Regions from separate parts of the Oryctolagus cuniculus genome. Here region 1 is linked to region 2. The links are chromatin contacts, called in public Micro-C maps. All regions are on one chromosome and are shown on one strand. The core of a region is the stretch at or near the end of the contact, and the rest is flanking DNA. Distances in the headings are between cores, read along the strand shown. Region 1 holds the start of PTCH2 (patched 2). Region 2 holds the start of EIF2B3 (eukaryotic translation initiation factor 2B subunit gamma).

Region 1 (3,619 bases), core at 800-3,299, 160 kb after region 2:
ACAAAGACTATGTAGTAACATGACATGTTTATGATGTAATGATAAACAAAGAAGTGTGGAAGAATTGACCAAGAATTTCACCAGAAGTAATAGCAGTTGTGTTCAACAAATAAGGAATCCATTGGAGATTATTTCTATTTCCCAAATGTTACATACTGGAGTATTGATTTTACCCTACTCTGCCACTCCGGGTTTTTCAGTCAGGGGCCAGTGTTCTAGTGCAGCAGTTTAAGCTGCCACCTGTAACACCAGCATCCCATATCGGAGAGCCAGTTCAAGCCCTGGCTGCTCCACTTCTGATACAGCTCGCTGCTAATGCTCCTGGGAAGGCATCAGAAGATGGTCCCCTGCCACCATGTGGGAGACAGGGATGGAGTTCCTAGTTCCTGGCTTTAGCCTGGCCCAGCCCCGACTGTCATGGCCATTTGGGGAGTGACCCAACAGATGGAAGAACTCTTTCCCTCTGTTTCTCCTCATCTGTCACTCTGATGTTATTTCTTTTTCTTTTTAAAAGATTTATTTATTGGGCCAGCGCCGTGGCTCACTAGGCTAATCCTCCGCCTTCCGTCCCCGGCACACCGGGTTCTAGTCCCGGTCGGGGCGCTGGATTCTGTCCCGGTTGCCCCTCTTCCAGGCCAGCTCTCTGCTGTGGCCAGGGAGTGCAGTGGAGGATGGCCCAAGTCCTTGGGCCCTGCACCCATGGGAGACCAGGATAAGTACCTGGCTCCTGCCATCGGATCAGCGCGGTGCGCCAGCGGTGGCGGCCATTGGAGGGTGAACCAATGGCAAAGGAAGACCTTTCTCTCCGTCTCTCTCTCTCACTGTCCATTATTCTGCCTGTCAAAAAAAAAAAAAAAGATTTATTTATTGGGGCTGGTGCTGTGGCCCACAGTGCCAGCATCCCATATGGGTGCCGGTTTTAGTCCCAGCTGTTCCACTTCCGATCTAGCTCTCTGCTATGGCCTGGGAAAGCAGTGGAGGATGACCCAAGTCTTTGGGCCCCTGCACCCATGTGGGAGACCTGAAAGTTCCCGGCTCCTGACTTCGGATTTGCGCAGCTCCTGTTGTTGCGGCCAATTAGGAGGTGAACCAACAGATGGAAGACCTCGCTCTCTGTGTCTCTGCTTTCTCTGTGTACTCTGACTTTCTTTAAAAAAGATTTATTTATTTATTTATTTGAGAGCCAGAGTTACAGAGAGGGAGAGACAGAGAGGTCTTCCATTGCTGGTTCACTCCCCCAAATGGCTGCAATGGCCAGAGCTGGGCCATCAGAAGCCAGAAACTTCTTCTGAGTCTTCCACATGGGTGCAGGGGCCCAAGCACTTGGGCCATCTTCTGTTGCTTTCCCAGACGCTCTAGCAGGGAGTGGGATCGGAAGTGGAGCAGCTGGGACTCGAACTGGTGCCCATACAGGATGCCAGGACTACAGGCAGAGGCTTAACCTACTATGCCGCAGCGACGGCCTCATGTTATTTAATTTTTATAAAAATATTTATTTATTGAAAGGACAAGGGCAGGAACGCATGGAACACGGTGTATTTAGGACTGGAAGGAAGACTGGGAGATTGGGAGGGAGAAGGCTTTAGTTGGATCATGTGGGGCCTGTGCTCCAAGTGGCCCGCGTGCTCTGCAGCTCTCAGAAGATTTGCATTTTACAGAAGTAACTCTGGCCTCAGCCGAGACGGCGGACTAAAGGCAGCAGGAATGGATGCGGAGAAGAGTGGAAAGTTAAAGCTTTACGTTTTGGTTGGGTTGGGAAAAAGGACCAGCAGACAGCCTTTCTCAGCACGGCCTCGCCTGACATACTTGGCCAGCGCCACTCGTCTCCGGGATCCCCCCCTAACCGCCCCATCTCCTCCAGGAGGGCCCAGCGGGCAGGGAGGCGAGGCTAGGGGTGGCCCTGCCTGGGTGGTCTCCTGCCCCGCCCCCTGCGGCGCTGTTACCTAGCAGCGGATCCGGCCCCGCGGCTCCGGGTAATTTGCGGGCCCCTCAGCCAATGGGAGGGCGGTGCCCCGGCCCGCTCCCTTTTTCTGGGGCTCCCGCCGCCTCCCCGGCACTGCTGTCGCGACCTCGAGCTAAGCTCAGCGCCGCGGGCCGGCCGTTCTGCCCGCACGCGGAACCGAGCGGGAGGGCGCGGAAGCGCCGTGCGCTCCTCCGTGTCGCCACCGCTGCGCGCTCGCCCGTCCGCAGCACCCAGCGCCCTTTCCGCTCCATTCAGCCCCCACGCGGGGCCGGCGGTACGCGGCCAGGCCAGCGTATGGGAGCGCTCAGATAACGCGGGTTGGGGGCGCCCGCGCCCCCTATCCCCGCCAGCATGGCCCGACCGCCGCCCCCTGGCTACACGCCCCCAGCTCGGTCCGCAGCACCCCAGGTAAGTAGGAGGGAAGCTGGAAGAAGGAAGAGTGGGGCCCGGAGTGTTGCTGGGGCCTTTACAAGGTGCCTTAACTTGCCTTGTGCCTTGCATTTAGTGTCTGCTTGACGACAGGTGAGAGTTAGCACTGCCACACAAGTTGTGTGTGTGTGTGTGTGTGTGTGTGTGTGTGTGTCTCTACCTCTCCTTGAAATCTGGCCAGTGGGAGGGATTGTGTGTAGGGTTACCTCTGTGCCCACCTGCCAACAGAGCTGTGTGTGTGTGGCCTACTTTCAGAAAGGGGGTTCACGCCTTCCTCAGGTGTATGTTGGTGTGGGAAGCAGGAAGTTGAATCTTCCAAGTTCGGGCCTGTGTCTGTGTAGGTGCTGCCTGTCTTGCATACAGAAATCAAGACGCTAAGTGCTTGGCAGAGGGCATGTGTAGGGAGAGAAGGGGGGATTTCGTGCATTGTTACCCTAACACCTGGCTGATCCGTCTCTTTCTATCCCAGATCCTAGCTGGGAGCCTGAAGGCTCCTCTCTGGCTCCGGGCTTACTTCCAGGGCCTGCTCTTCTCTCTGGGCTGCGGGATCCAGAGACACTGTGGCAAAGTGCTCTTCCTGGGACTGTTGGCCTTTGGGGCCCTGGCACTGGGTCTCCGCGTGGCCATTATTGAGACAGACCTGGAACAGCTCTGGGTAGAAGGTGAGTTGTGGACACTCCATAGCTGCTTGGGTGGTGAGCTGGTTACTGAGCCCTGGTAGGCCTGACCTTGGGTCCGGAGGGGCAGGTGCCAGCCAGAGTGCCAGCCAAAGTACTGTCCGTGTGCATATGCCAATGGTGGAGTCCTGTTCAACAGGATTTGGAATATTTAGTTGGTTTACAAAGGCAGCTAAAACCAGACCCATCCTCTAGTAGCAAGGCAAATAAAAATACGTGCTGGGAGAGCTATAATATAAAGCAAAGTAGAATATGGGTATGTTGTGTGGGAGAAGAGAGACCACTGGAGCCCATGGGAATCAGAAGTGTGAGGTCGGGAAAGCTGGGGGACGTGAGTCAGTGGTCTGGCCAGGCCTCCAGGGTCAGGGCCCATGAACCGCAGGCCCCATAAACCAGTTAGCGGAAAAGCAACACCGAATATGCGTTGAGTCAACAGCCAGCGTTAGACAGGTTCCAACCTCACTGCCTAATGGAAGCTCTAGATAATTCCTTGTCCATTCCAGGGCGATTCCCTGCCCTCCTGAGGCCTGGTTTCAGATGACAGCCCTTT
Region 2 (3,478 bases), core at 21-2,520:
GTATAAAATTATCTTTTTAAAACTACATATGAGAACATGTATATTATTTTCATTTTTGAGGTGAATTACTGTTTTAAATTTCTGGTTGAAATTTTTAATATAATAAATGCTAGTAGATATAATCCATATAAGCAAAAGCTCTTTGGGGTCCTTAATCATTTTTAAGAATGTAAAGGGTCCAGAGACCAAAATGTTTGAGAACTGCTCCCCTGTTCCACTTCTGATCCAGCTCCCTGCTAGTGCTTGGGAAAGCAGCAGCAGATGGTCCAAGTGCTTGGGACCCTCACCCGAGTGGGAACCCAGATAAAACTTTTGGCTTCAGTCCCCTGCTTTTGTGGCCGTTTGGGGAGGGAACCAGTGTATCAAAGACCTCTCTCTCTCTAACTTTTATTTTTATTTTTTTAATTTTTATTTATTTATTTGAAAGTCAGAGTTACACAGAGAGACAGAGAGAGAGAGAGGTCTTCCATCCGCTGGTTCACTCCCCAACTGGCCGCAATGGCCGGAGCTGTGCCGATCCGAAGCCAGGAGCCAGGAGCTTCTTCCAGGTCTTCCCATGCGGGTGCAGGGGCCCAAGGACTTGGGCATCTTCTACTGCTTTCCCAGGCCACAGCAGAGAGCTGGATTGGAAGTGGAGCCGCGGGGACTAAACCGGCGCCCATAGGGATGCCGGGGCTTCAGGCCAGGGCGTTAACCCCTGCACCACAGCGCCAGCCTCTATAACTTTGCTTTTCAAGTAAATAAAATAAGTCTTAAAAAAGAAAAGAAAGTTTTTACCCAAGACATGCACCCGACTCTTCCTCTTCAAGCCACTGTTCAGCTCACTTTCCCAGGGAGGTCCTCACTGACCTCCGTCCCTACTCCCAGGATGGCTGGGTCCTCGGGTTAGGATGTTCTGGCCTGCGAGGGCATCTGATGGGTTTTTTCACCACTAGTCAAAAGTTGTGGCACCCAAGGGCTCTCTTTTCACGGAGTCGTAGTTGGGGGCCAGCTCCTAGAATAGGAATTCTGAAGGAAGAGATGGCGACTTGTTCCATCTGAGCTCCGACAGGGGCACGCACTAGCGTGGTGGTCTGTGAAGGGACGCCAGGGCCCAGAGGCGAAATCCAAACCCGGGCAGTAGTTCTCTGGAGCGCTCCAGGCGGCAGCATCCAGCATGGCGCCGCCTCCGCGCCGCCTCCTCTCAGCTCGCCAGGGGCCTCTCTAATCCATCGCCCGGCGCTCGTCCCTTCTCCCTGGGTCTGCCCTGCGCGTCCCATCGATCTGCTCGGCCATCGCGCGCCTGCGCCCTTAGGCTGTCAGTCAGAGGCGGCGTGGTGAGTGCTGGGAGCGGTGGCTGCGCGCCGGGAGCTGAGGTACAGCTGCGCTTTCTGCCCTCCCAGGCCGCGCACGAGCTGGCTAACCCGGGTGAGCAGCGCCGTGAGGGCCAGAGGCCCTTCTTCATCTGAGGGAGGCGGGCTCGCCGAGCCGAACCGAAGGGAACGCGGAGGGGGGGATGTCGAGTCTCGAGGTCGCCAGCCCAAGTCCCTGCTCGCCTCGGCCGGGGAGCCAAGTGTCTGAGCTACAGGGGAGGTTGGGAAAATCCGAGCCAAGCACCATGTGCAACAGCGGGACCGAATTTCGGGGAGGGGAGGTTTTGTTCCTAGCCAGGATGAGCAAGCACCAGACCCGGGACCGGGACCATACGCCCGTACTACCGTGGCTGGGCTCTCACTTTGGCCCTTCATTCATTTCCTCAGGCTGCCTTTGGTCGTTTGGGTGCAGGGCAGTGAACTACAAAGAGGAATAGAGGGCGGCCCCTGCGCTCGGGCAGCGGACAGCGAGCTGGCAGGCAAGTTAGGAGGATGTACCGTGCTTCTCTGGGTAAGCCGCGGGAGGCAGCGAGTGCCGAGATCCAGGCGTGCCTGAGACGCCTCGCAAGCCCTTTGGAAAGCTCGGGCGGCCAGCGAGCGAGACGCCTTTCCTGGACTCTCGGCACCCAGAGGCCTGGCAGTGATACCGAGAGACTTGACCGTCTGCCTGATGTCACGCTTAGTTCTGCTCGTGATGCCTGTTCTTGATTCCTAGGCTACCTTTCTTCACCCGCAGCCTCCTTGAGGGAAGCCTCAGTGGCCAGTGGCCCGGGTGCTAGTGCCCCTCTGCGCAAGTCGGAACTGAGCGCTTACACAGAGCTCTTGCGAGGTTCACAGAGCCTCACTTCAGAAACAGTAATTGAGTGCCTGGCATCTGAATGAGAATACAGTGATGGGGCTCACGCAGTTCTTTCCTTAAAGGAACTCTCAAGTAGACATTTAAGAATGCCGTTCTTAAGTGGACTCTTAAACATGTATGTATGTACGGTGCAGCCTGTACAGGCTGGAGGCAATCTGTTCACGGTAGAGGAGAGGCTTCTAGGAGGAAGGAGTCGCTTCTACCAGAGGACTTGGAAGCGTTAGCAGTGGCTTCGGAGGCAAGATGATTCCTTAAAAGTTTAGTGGTTGATATCCAGGTACAGGAGAAAGAATCCCTGGGGAGCAAGAACAGCAATGCAGGGAGAATTCTGAAACAGCATGGTTCAGCTGGCACAAGAGGCTTTCCTTGATCTAGCCTCTGTCTGATAATACCAAATACTCATGGTGCTTGTCCTGAGAGAGACATTATTTTATGTACTTTATGTAGAACAAGTAGCATAATCCTAACAACAACTCTGTGAAGTAGAAACTGTAATTATCTCTATCTTATAAAATGAAAAAAAAAAATGAGGCACAGGAAAGTTAGGGAGCTTGCCCTAGTTCACACAGCTAATAAATGGTAGTGCTAGAATTGAAACTCAGGCGGCCTGGCTCTGGGATCTGTAACTTAACACTAGCCTTCCCTCTAGGGACTGAGGACACTGGGAGTTTTAATGGCAGACCCTCCCCACCCCAGTCACACCATCTTTGAGTGGCAGAACTAGAACTCAAACTCAGATGTTTTGACTCTTAAGGGTCCACAAAACTTTTAATAATATCTGATGTGATTAAAGTTATAGAATGCCAAATTGAAGTTTAATTCCATCAGAGGTAATACTGGCTGGAATAAAAATGATCATATCTAAACAGTAAATATTGCAAGTGAGACATCATTTTGTGCCTTGAATGTCCTCAGCGTTAAGTGCTATAGCCAAGATATTGATGTATGGAGCCTAGGACTGATTATAATTTTGGTAAAAGTACATTATTTGCCAATTTGGTGTTGAATAAATTTCCTTTTTCTGAATATTACATTTTTTAAAGATGTATTTATTTGAAAAGCAGAGTTACATGGAAACAGAGATCTTCCATCCACTGGTTCACTCCCCAACAGCCAGTGCTGGGCCAGGCTGAAGCCAGGAGCCAGGAGCTTCTTCCAGTTCTCTCACGTGCATACAGGGGACCAAGCACCTGGGCCATCCTCTGCTGCTTTCCCAGGCACACTGTCAGGGGACTGGATTGGAAGTGGAGCAGCCAGGAATTGAACT

What was found. A called contact is a pair of places that touch in the nucleus more often than the background predicts.
Region 1: a contact with region 2 is called in a Micro-C map of ear pinna, with 5 times the contacts expected there. The contact joins the promoter of PTCH2 here to the promoter of EIF2B3 in region 2. A contact is called at or near these places in 6 of 6 Hi-C or Micro-C datasets (ear pinna, embryonic fibroblasts, liver and 3 more).

What each region holds. Positions count from the first base shown.
Region 1 is chr7:128,047,939-128,051,557 of mOryCun1.1, forward strand. It overlaps PTCH2 (patched 2), which reads left to right and starts at 2,050. Exons shown (of 23, transcript XM_051857844.2): 1 at 2,050-2,371; 2 at 2,862-3,054. The coding sequence starts at 2,315. It overlaps LOC103350199 (a long non-coding RNA gene), which reads right to left and starts at 2,081. Exons shown (of 3, transcript XR_518282.4): 1 at 1,944-2,081.
Region 2 is chr7:127,892,720-127,896,197 of mOryCun1.1, forward strand. It overlaps EIF2B3 (eukaryotic translation initiation factor 2B subunit gamma), which reads left to right and starts at 1,271. Exons shown (of 12, transcript XM_002715143.5): 1 at 1,271-1,407. It overlaps LOC108177731 (a long non-coding RNA gene), which reads right to left and starts at 1,175. Exons shown (of 2, transcript XR_001794545.3): 1 at 778-1,175.